Regions from separate parts of the Zea mays genome. Here region 2 is linked to region 1. A link is a contact called in public Hi-C data. All regions are on one chromosome and are shown on one strand. Each heading gives the region's core, a stretch centred on a gene start, on an enhancer-like site or on the middle of the called end of the contact. The rest is flanking DNA. Distances are from core to core; before and after follow the strand shown.

Region 1 (5,638 bases), core at 1,785-4,284:
TATGCACCTCTTTTGAGTTGGATTGGCACCTCTGATGTGTTGCTCTCCGACTGATTTAAATCTGTTGTTGATGAGTTTTGGTGTCGTGCAAAAATTCTGTCTAGCTCCTTTTACAATTACAGGGTGTTGGCATAGATGGCGACAATGGTGGAGTTGTTGTCAGTGTATATGTTCTCAATGTCGGTGTTGGTTTGTTGATTGATGTGCAACCGTTGTTGACGATATGGTAGAAGTTGATCCCATTTAAAGACACCCTAAATGCATCCATAGAATAAAAAATTAGGGTAGTTTGGATGTAGGGTTGTTGGAGGTGTTGGTAGGGGGACGACAATATACGCCTCCAGCATCTTATTTTTAGGTTGGTTCGGATCTATTGTTGGGGGGCATTGGTGTCGTGTCAAATTCTAGTGCAATTCTCTCATCCATAAATCATAGATGTTGCTGAAGCTAACCATAGTGGTGGATCAGAACATGCCCAAATAATTGATCTGTCTTTGGATACCAGGAGTAACAGTCCTTGATCTGGGGGTGTTTGGAGGAGATTAGAGGGGGGAGCAGCTGCCCTAGGGCTGGTCACGCCATTAGCAAGGCCGGCACTGGGCATAGGGCCACCAGTGCGGCCGCCCTAGGCCCCCAAATCTTAGGGCCCCCACCTCTTGCAGTTAATTGTATAGCTAATAGAACAGTAAATAGTGGGTTATATAATCTAATATCTGAGTTTAGAGTTTTAAAGTTAACTTGTCAGAACCACTCATATATTCTATTGATATCATGGTTTTTAAAGCGGTAAGGCGGTCCAAGGCGTTGGACCACCGCCTGGACGCCTAGGCGACGCCTAGGCGAGGTAGGCGGGCAAGGCGCCTAGGCGTCAGACCACCACCCGGACGCCTAGGCGACGCCTTAAGAACAGTGATTGATATCAACACGATCATTAATAACTTTGCCTAAAGAAATGTTAGAAGAAACTTTTGAGGTATAGTAAAATTTATTTTGTATAATATTTTGAGATCACATTAATTCTCAGCTCCGGCCCTGGCCATTACAAAGTAAGAGGTCGATGACAACAGGATGCTACGATCAGCTGTGTGCATGGGAGGCGACATGATGCAGCAGCTAGAAGAGGTAGGACAGCATAGGCAGAGAGAAAGGCTAGCGACTAGAAGAAGGGGGAGAGAGGATTAGGGTCTTCCTCTAAATTGTTCTTGCTTAATCTTAAAGGATATACCTCCCTTATATTTATAGAGAGGACTCGACGACTCAACTTGACTCACAAGTAATCCTAGCTTCTAGACTCTTCCTAATCCTAACCAAGATGGGCTTTGCAATACGCTACACGAGTGCGTGCTAGATTGCATGCTACAGTTGGTCCGACTTGGACCCAACACCTTCGTACCCCATCATGGCAATTTAGGCCTGTGACATATTAACCGACAATTTGTTTGCTTTGAGATATGTGCAAATTTTCATGGAAAAGGACCAATGAAGCAATTCTCCTATATGTTTGGTTTGCGTTCAATAAAAAGGAAAGAAAAACTAGCCTTTACAATATTTACATGTTAATCTAGTAGACAAATTAATTCTTGGGAGGGATTCGTGGATCGAGATTCAACAGATTTGTAGTGGTATCCGTCCAGTTTTTAACCCCGCCCACCAGCACCCCTAAGAAAATGTCAGAACCAAATGAAAAGCCAAATAAAAAATCTGCTAAGACAAGACCATTAAAATCAATGGGGCCTGGGTTTAAGTTTAGTAAATCATAGTCACAACTCACAACTCACAACCTTGTTGGTTTCTGAAGATTTCCATTCACGCCAAAGCAATGAATGGAACTGATTTAGCACACATGTAAAACATATGGCCTTTAGAACATCTCTTAAGCGGTGATGAAAACCTAGTTGAGATGGATATGTGCCTTCATACTCCAGGCTGCAAGTTTGGTTGACGTTAAAAACCAAAAGAGAGGATTATGCCACAAGACACAAAAGTTCCTAGATGGCAGTTAGTTACGAACGTATACAGATGGCATGCAGAATGCCCGAATATGTCCAAAACAACTTAACATATTTAATGGACTAGAGATCAGTAGTCTTTCCATTCATTTCATCGTGGATTGGAAGCATGATCCACGGGGCTCCCAACTGATCTCAGCCTAAACATGTCCAAACTGACTAAGCACAGTATTTGATAGTCTGGGATCAGCATGATTCTGCTATTCCAATGACAGTAGAAGACGATCCATGGGCTCACAACTGATGTCAACCCAGGGAACTATAACGAATTTCACAGAGCCATTATGGGTAAGGTCAAGCAGACAAGCACCACTAAACCTGACTACCCCATTGACAATGCAGCAAATTCACATAGAACATACTACTTGTTACAGATCAAACAACATCTCCGAGCATGCACTTCCTAGCAGTAATAGCTGCATCATCATATCTCTAGCATATATTATTACCCAAGAAACGATCAGATATGAAGTGGATCACCCCCAATTTGACCTATGCCGATTTAGCCATTCATAAGGATTAACGATACAGTGAGTACCTCACTCTCTCTAAATCAGCTCAAATCTCGCTGAAACTTGCAAAGCTACACTACGATGTGACTACATGAGCTAAATTCTACCAGAAACAAAACCAAGATCCATGCTGTCCCAACGAAATGGATATAGTGCACTCCAGATCCATACCTGAAATGATCTCTTCAGCGGGGCCTCCACTGCAAAGATCCAGACCAAGAATAGCGAAGTCAGAAAGACAGGACACCGCAACAACCGCAAAGAAGCCCCGAGAAATGGCGCGAAGCTTCACTAAAGCAAGAAAGCACGCACCTTGCTCCATGAGGAGGCTGAGCTGCTTGACGGCGTCCTCAGAATCGGCCCCCATTGCCGCTGGAAGAGACGATCCCGAGCACAGATTCGGCAGTCCCGGTGCGGAACTGGAGGCGCGAAGCGAGGTAGATTCAGTCGGCGATCTTAGGAAGGCCACCTGAGGTGTATTTGTTCTCTTGTGGTGTGCCGTGTGCTCTGCTCCCTTGCGCCTGCGCGCCTTTGCTTCCACGGTCTTCCTTCCGTTCCGTTCGCTAATCGCGCAAGCGTCTCAGTCTGTACGACAGTTTGCTCGGACCTCGGCGGCAGACAGAAGGGGAACCGCATCACGCCGTACAAGTACAATTCACACTGCTCCACTTTTTACCGCCCACCCGAAAATGAAAATATCTTTTCTTTTTTATAATATGTAAACGATATGAGAAAAACAGTGTCCATATAAAAGATATAAGGAATATTTATTTTTTGCCAGAATATTCCTCTAACCGTTTGGATCTTAGAATTGAATTTCTTTCTAATAAACCTAATTCAAACATATATCAATTAAGCTAATATGATTTTATATAGAATTTATTTATATATTGTTGTTGTCATATATGGAAGATATGTATATGTTATATCTCTACTATAGAAGAGTGAGAAGAAGAACGTGTTATAAGTTATAAGTAGAAAAATGAACTAGTGATATATAAAATTAATTTCCACACTTTATCCTATAAATTTAAGATATATTTATATCTAAACTTTGTACAGAATTAAATTTTAAAACAAATAACATACTCTATTAAGTAAATTTTAATTTCTTCAAAATAAAGAGCGGCCCCATATAATATGTTTAATATTGTAGAAATCAATATTGTAAGAAAATACTTTTGAAAATAAATCTCATAATATTTTTTTTGTTAGAACAGCCCATATATAATGCTTATATTAGGTTCTGTTTGTATTTTCTGGAAAGTCAAAATTCTCAGAAGGGGCTGAATTTAGAGTTTTCCGTAGTTTCCAAACCGACTAAACTAATTATGTTAAAGTGTATAATGAACTCTTATCATTGTGTTTCTTGTGTGAGTCGAAAAACATATATAGAACGTTTGATTTGGAATTCATGTGAACAAATGCAACTTTCGGAAAATTATCCAATAAAAATCGACTAATTTACGCAGAGGGCTAGAGTGTCAGAGAATTAGGCATCATTAGTTTTAATGTAATCCAGAAAATCAATGTGATGTATGTGACGATATATTTACTTCACAAAATCACTTGGAATATATTAAGGTGTAAACATCAACCTTCCTTACAGTAAGGAAAGATGTGCATCTGAAATGATCCTTATTCCTCTCAGTATACCATTAGCTTGTTTCACCATTCTAATTCACGGGATCTCGATCACATAGAACATGTTACCATTATGATAAACTTTAGGTGGGTCTCAGAGCCATCTCACTTGATGCACTATCTATCACACTACGTGATAGCCCCTTAGTAAATTGATCTGCCAGATATTTAGCCGTATGGAGATAGTCCAACGCTATTACTCTAGAGTTTCTCAATTTCCTAACAGATTTCAAACGCCTCTTTCGACTTCATATTATTCTTAGAACTATTTATCTTAATTATCACAATCTGATTATTATAGTTCATAAAAAATAGCCGGCACAGGTTTTTCAACCACTGGTAAATCCATAAAGAGTTCACGAAGCCACTCAGCCTCAACTGAAGCAGTATCTAATGTTGTGAGTTCTGCTTCCATAGTTGACCTCGTTAAGATGGTCAGCTTGCAAGACTTTCATAAAACAACGCCACCTCCAAGTGAAAACACATATCCACTTGTGGCATATATCTCATCAGCATCAGATATCCAATTCGCATCACAATAACCCTCTAGTACTGTTGGGTACCCGGTATAATGGATGCCTAAACTCATAGTACCTTTTAGATAGCGCAAAACTCTCTCAAGAGCACGTCAGTGATCATCTCCCGGATTTGAAACAAACCGGCTAAGTTTGTTCACAGCAAACGAGATGTCAGGCCTTGTAGCGCTAGCTAAGTACATGAGTGAACCAATTATTTGGTAATATCTCAATTGATCCCTAAACATCCTTTGTTTTTTCTTCGATAGCTTACTAGGATCATAAGATGTTGGAGCAGGTTCACATTCACTATAACCAAAGCGACTCAAAACATTTTCCACATAATGGGATTGCACAAGTGTGATCCTACCATTGCCTTCTCTTAGTAGCTTAATATTAAGAATAACATTAGCTTCTCCCAAATCTTTCATTTCAAAATTATTAGACAAAAAGTCTTTTGTCTCTTTAATCACATCAAGACTCGTCCCCAAGATTAGAATATCCTCAACATACAGGCATAAAATTACTCCCTCGCCCCCACCATACCGATAATATACACATTTGTGTGCTTCGTTCATAACAAAGCCAAAAGATGTCAAAGTTCTATCGAACTTTTCATGCCATTGCTTAGATGCTTGTTTTAGGCCATATAAAGATTTCAATAATTTACACACCATGTTGTCTTGACCGTTTGCTACAAACCCAGTTGGCTACTCCATGTAGATTTCCTCATCTAGCTCTCCATTTAGGAATGTTGTCTTAACATCCATTTGATGGACGAGAAGACCATGAGAGGCAGCCAGAGAAAGTAGCACATGAATTGTGGTCAATCGATCCACAGGTGAATAAGGACACTCAACGACCTCCTAAGTTGCATTAGACATAATAGAATCCATCCCAGTCCTTATTGCTTCCTTCCAAAAGTCAACATCATGAGAGGAATATGCCTCTTCAATGG
Region 2 (5,638 bases), core at 2,351-4,850, 330 kb after region 1:
TTTGAATCACCCTGTCCACAGAGACAGCACGAACTAAGGATGAACACAGGTGTTCCCTACCATCTAGCGCGATTTAGCTTAATTGAATGGGTCGAGGAGCATCAGGAGAATCTAAGGACACTGAAACAGGAGAGCAGAGAGCATGAACGGACCTAGAACGAGCTAGCCACGGTGAGGTCACTATGCGCGATGTTTCAGACCGATTTGGGGGAAATCCCAAATTGGGGCTCTCTGGTGAGTAATTGGAGGCACGAGCGGGTGGATTGGATGATTGAATACCTTACGGAGCTGAGGGTGTGCTCAATTTATAGGGCTCTTGAGCGATGGCTCATGAATTTGAGCTCGCGCGGTGGCGGTCGGAGAGAAAGAGGTGCACTGGCGCAAGCGATTGGTGGCATTTATCGTGGCAAGCTCACCGGCGATCACCGTATGGGCTAAGATGACTCACGGCGGCGTGGTTAAAGCACCGAGGCATGTGCGCAAGGTTGTGAGGTGGCTAATTCCGGCGAGCCTATCCAAAGCGGCCGTGACTCAAGCGGGTACGGCGACCGGAGTAGAATAGTGGCCGGAGTCCATCCACGGGGTGATATTTCTTACCCCCTCTACGTTATCCAACTGCTCCGAGCACGAATCACCACGGCGGGCGCGAATCCGGGCGCACGGTCGCCGGCGGTGAGTTATCTGACTGGCGTTATGATCTGGACACTGTACCATCGCGCAGCTCATTCAGTCGGTCTGGGAGAGCCTGTTTGGGGGCAATTTGCTCCAAATTTTATGTGGTGACCAGATCAACACTCTGTATCAAAGTTTTAGCCTAACAAACCAGCTCTAACTTTGTCACAGAGGTTTTGGTTAAATATCCATCAAATCGAGCTCCACAAGGTCCCAAAGTTCATCCAATCTATTGCCTTCTCTGAATATCAGGGAGCCTTAGTCTGACAGCCAGACCTCAGGGCTGATTATCTCTAATTTTTGTATGTCAACAATGCCTAATCTCTTAAGCAAAGTTGTACACCTATAGTAGCTCTAGACTTTTGTTGTGTTGACCCTAGGCAAATTCTTTGTATTTTTAGAACTGCAGAGCTCCAAAGTCAGCCTGGCTTACTGATTTTCAGACTTAGTCACATGAGAGGTGTAGAGTGGCCTTTTTGCAAATAAGCCCAAATCTCATGATTTGATTTGAAAATCTTCAAATATGTGAACCATATGATTTGAGGTACCCTAATACCTTGGTTTTTGTACTTGGGTCCAAAAGTGTGCAAAATTTACATATAACCCCCTAGGGTTTCAATTTGGGGTTTTCAGTGGTCCTTTTAGGGTTTCTGGCACTCCTAGGGTTTGGATGTCACTCAAGTTCATTAATGGTGATATCTTATGGCCATTTTTAATGAGTTTTGAATTTTTCTCATGCTTGGGGCTTGATCATCACTCCTAAGCCTAGTTTAGGGCTAAGTACCCTACCTTAGGGTTCCACACATAACAAGTCACATCAATACAAATTGTTTGAAATTTTTACCTAGATAATGCATTCTAAGTGTAACAAGCACATGATATGCTAATGCTCATGATGTTATGCTCAAGTTTTAGTGGCAGTAACAGCAGGGGTGTTACATCCTTCCCCCATAAAAGAATCTCGTCCCGAGATTTAAAAGTCCTAGGGTAAGTACTGGAAAAGGAAACACGTCATATTTATATTTCCTTATTTCTTATACAAGGCAGGGGTGGTATGGGGTTTATTCCTCTATTACAAAGCTAAAAAGCCTGGGAAATTCTTTTCTAGAAAGTCTTGGGTTTCCCAAGTAGCTTCATCTTCCGTGTGTTGGTTTCATTGTATCTTATAAAACTTGAGAGTTCTCCTTCGTGTAATCCTGTCCTTTTGATCCAAGACTCGAATAGGATGTTTTGAATATGTCAAGTCTAGTTCTAAGGCAACATTCGTCACTTCAACGGTTTGATCTGGAACCTGAAGACACTTCTTCAATTGAGACACATGGAACACGTTGTGCATAGCAGACAATGTTTCGAGTAATTGGAGTCGATATGCCACTGGTCCACATTGTTCAAGAATAGGAAAAGGACCAATGTACCGGGGTGCAAACTTTCCTTTTACCCCGAAACGTGATACACCCTTCATTGGTGAGACTTTTAGGTAGACGTAATCTTCCACTTGAAAGTACAAGGATTTGCGTCGTTTGTCTGCATAACTTTTTTGGAAAGCTTGGGCTTCCTTCAAATTATGTATGATTCGTTGAACCCTCTCTTCTGTTTCTTTCACCATATCAGGCCTGAACAACCATCTTTCTCCTGGTTCAGACCAATTTAATGGAGTATGGCACCGTCGTCCATATAGGGCTTCAAAGGGTGCCATCTTGATACTTTCTTGATAATTATTGTTGTATGAGAATTCTGCCAGCGGTAAACAGTCATCCCATTTCTGCGGAAACTCTAAAACATATGCTCGCTACATGTCTTCAAGTATCTGAATCACTCTCTCAGTCTGACCACTAGTTTGAGGATGATAGGCCGAACTGTGGAGTAACTTAGTACCCAAAGATTTGTGGAGTTCTTCCCAGAATTTGGATACAAATTGAGGTCCACGATCCGACACTATTGTCTTTGGAACACCGTGCAGACTGAGAATACGAGCAATATATAGTTCCGCATATGTGGCCACTGTAACACCCCAGGTGTTTATATTCCGCTCGATAACGAGTATGGATTTAAGCACGTAATGTCAGTGGATAAAACAGATGCTAAATTTCAATCATCTTCGTCTATCGCGATTTTAATATCGCATCTGTTTTGTCTATCGCGAGTTCGACATCATTTTTATCTATCCAGGCTTGTCCTAAATTTTCGTGATGTTCGGAACATAGTTGTTCTGAAAATCGGTGCGTCCGGTGATTATTTAAAATTCGTCGCTCGTGTAAATACGAATTCGGAAGCCCGACCCACTCGGATGATTTTATCTTAGGCAAATTAATTTGAACTCGATGACTAAAATGTTCGGGGCAAAATAATCTGAATCGCTCGTCGTCGTGAAATCGTGCGCGAGGATATGATCCAATTTATCCTTTAGCACGCTGTTTTGACGACGAAATCGTGTATACATTAGCGGATCTGGTTTTGGCTAAATTCAGTCGAATCACGCAGAGCAGATTAAAATACATAGCCGAACTCGTTTCAATCTGGTCCGTTAACATCGTGGCCAGAATAGTCACGAAAATTATCCAAACGAGATTCGAACAGAACCGTCTCAACTGTGTTTAGATAACGGATGAATTTTCATCCGATTTCGACTAAACTAGTGTTGTCTTAATTATTGTCCGCCTGATCTAATTTGACTCTTCAAAATCATAATTTTGGAACCATGGTACTTTGGCAGGCGTTTTTGCGTGAGAAAAAAATAACAAAAATGGAAATGAAAATATCCTCTATTTACCGCTATTCTCCCTCTTCTCTGATTTTTTTAGCCATTTCTATCCCTGCGCCGCTTAGCTCCTGTCAAACGAAAAATCCCGCAGCCCACCCTGTTGATATTTTTCCACCGACGTATTCAGATCTTTGCAGCCACCGTTCTATCTTCCTTATCTTCTTCTCCAGAACGGCAATCCTTCTGCCCGGTCCTTCCTCCAGTTCGGCTAGCGGGGCAGCGCTCCCTGCTGCTTCTCCCTCCCTGGTACTCCTCCAGTCGCGGCCTCCCACTCCCCAGCCGATTTCTCTGCGCGCGATACTCCCTCCAGTCCTCCCTGCTCGCGTCGTGAATTCCCTGCCATGGACGCGCGCCGAGCTCCTCGCGCGGGTCTCTGGTGCCCAGCCGACTAGCTCATCTCCCTTTTCTCTGATGGCGCGCCCAAGCACTGCTCCTGCACCGTGCCGCGTTCCAGCTCAGACTACCCTGCTCCTACGCCCGGTTCCAGCTCGCTGGAGCTCCTGCGCACGTCGGATCCCAGCTCGCGGAGCTTCCTCCTGCTCTGCTCATCGGTCGCGCCCTGCTCTCCCAGCCATCTTCCTCTTCCCCACCACTGGCTCGACCGCACGCCCTCCCAGCTCGGCCATGGCCACCGCGCCGTGGAGCCCTGCGCACCGTGGTGCTTCTTTCCTGCCCCTCCCATGGCGGCTCCCCTGGATCCCTCCTCTGCTCGGTCGCCTCCCTGGAGTCCAAGTCCGGACGCCGCTCCAGCCTTCTCCTTTCTCTCTTCTCTAGCCCTGTTCGGCCTCAAGCTTCAGCCATGGTGGCGTGTCCATCTCCCTGGTATTTCCCCAAGCCGCGCCCCTCTGCTTGACTATGGTCACCGTCACGCCCAGGATTTGGCCGCGCCTGTAGTTTCCAAATTCGTCTTCAGCTCGCGGCGCTCATCTTCTGCCCCAGTCCTATGTCAACCTCGCTAACCACCCATGGTTGATCCTGTGGTTCGTGAGGGTGAATCACAGTTTGAGATTGAAAAAGGAGCTTAGAAGGTGTAGATAATGAAGCTCCAGATTGACGTTTGCCAGATGTTCGGTGGAACGCCTGAATCAAAGTTCGTCGTCGTTCTTGTGGATTTTGGATCGATTTGGCTTGGTAAGCTAGATTCAGGAAAAGCACTTAACTTGTGATGTAAAATTTTAGCTTAAGGACCCACTTCTAGTAAGCTTTTCTGAAAAAAGAGTCTTTGAAACTTGATGCTTTGATAGTCTTTTCTTTAGTCGGGTAATTCTTGCTGAGTAATTTCATACTCAGGGTTTTATTACCTGTTGTTTTTCAGGTTATAGTTTTGTGCTGCTGTTGATGGTGTTAAGTGCCGGTGGGATCGGCCTTCTTATAAGTCTAAGTAACTTTTCTATACTTTTTATTGAGCATGGTCACTTGAGCTAGCATATATTTTAAACTTATAAATAATTTATAATATTTCAAAGTTTATTTCTTTGAATCACTATTGTAATCACTCCGATAAACATAATGTAAATTTGATGTAACTTGTAAAATTTGGTAATAAGAGTTCCGCTGCAAAATTGTTGGTGTGTGATTTGTGTTTACTTTATCATGCGGTCCTGGTTGTAAGTGGTTTATCCGGGGTCCTAGGGGCACTTGGACAGATCCTATTAAGTTATTTGGTGCACATGCATAGCCGTCTGAGGTCTTTGAGACAAGGACAGGTGCATTTGGGCCCAATAACATGCGAGGTTCTGCCACAGCCACTATATACTTTACCTTGACTTGGAGAAAGTGGGCGATCTTTGTAAGTCGATCAATAATAACCCAGATGGAATCAAACCCTTTTGCTGTCCTGGGTAATCCCACAATAAAGTCCATGCTAATGTCCTCCCATTTTCAGGTCGGGATAGGTAAAAATTGCAATGGGCCAGCAGTTTTCAAATGTATGGCTTTGACATGTCTACAAGTGTCGCATCTTGCCACATAGCGTGCAATTTCAATCTTCATCTTCGTCCACCAATAATGTTGCTTTAGATCATGATACATCTTAGTGCTTCCGGGATGAATAGAATAGCGACTAAGATGTGCTTCATCTAAAATTTGCTGGCGAACCTCATCACTCTTGGGCACAACTATGCGGTTGTTAAACCATACAACGTGTCACACCCATTTCCAAGGGGCAGAGCCGGGTGCATAGCTTATGTGTGACAGGATCTATTT

Evidence for each region. Hi-C and Micro-C count contacts between places; a contact is called where the count stands out from the background.
Region 2: a Hi-C map of endosperm shows a contact between it and region 1, with 2.6 times the contacts expected there. The contact joins the promoter of LOC100273461 here to the promoter of LOC100191363 in region 1. A contact is called at or near these places in 3 of 25 Hi-C or Micro-C datasets (ear, endosperm and leaf).

The regions. Positions count from the first base shown.
Region 1 is chr5:118,746,535-118,752,172 of Zm-B73-REFERENCE-NAM-5.0, forward strand. It overlaps LOC100191363 (Sec14p-like phosphatidylinositol transfer family protein), which reads right to left and starts at 3,035. Exons shown (of 11, transcript NM_001136797.1): 1 at 2,834-3,035; 2 at 2,693-2,721. The coding sequence starts at 2,888.
Region 2 is chr5:119,079,723-119,085,360 of Zm-B73-REFERENCE-NAM-5.0, forward strand. It overlaps LOC100273461, which reads left to right and starts at 3,601. Exons shown (of 1, transcript NM_001147898.1): 1 at 3,601-4,751. The coding sequence starts at 3,845. The coding sequence ends at 4,207.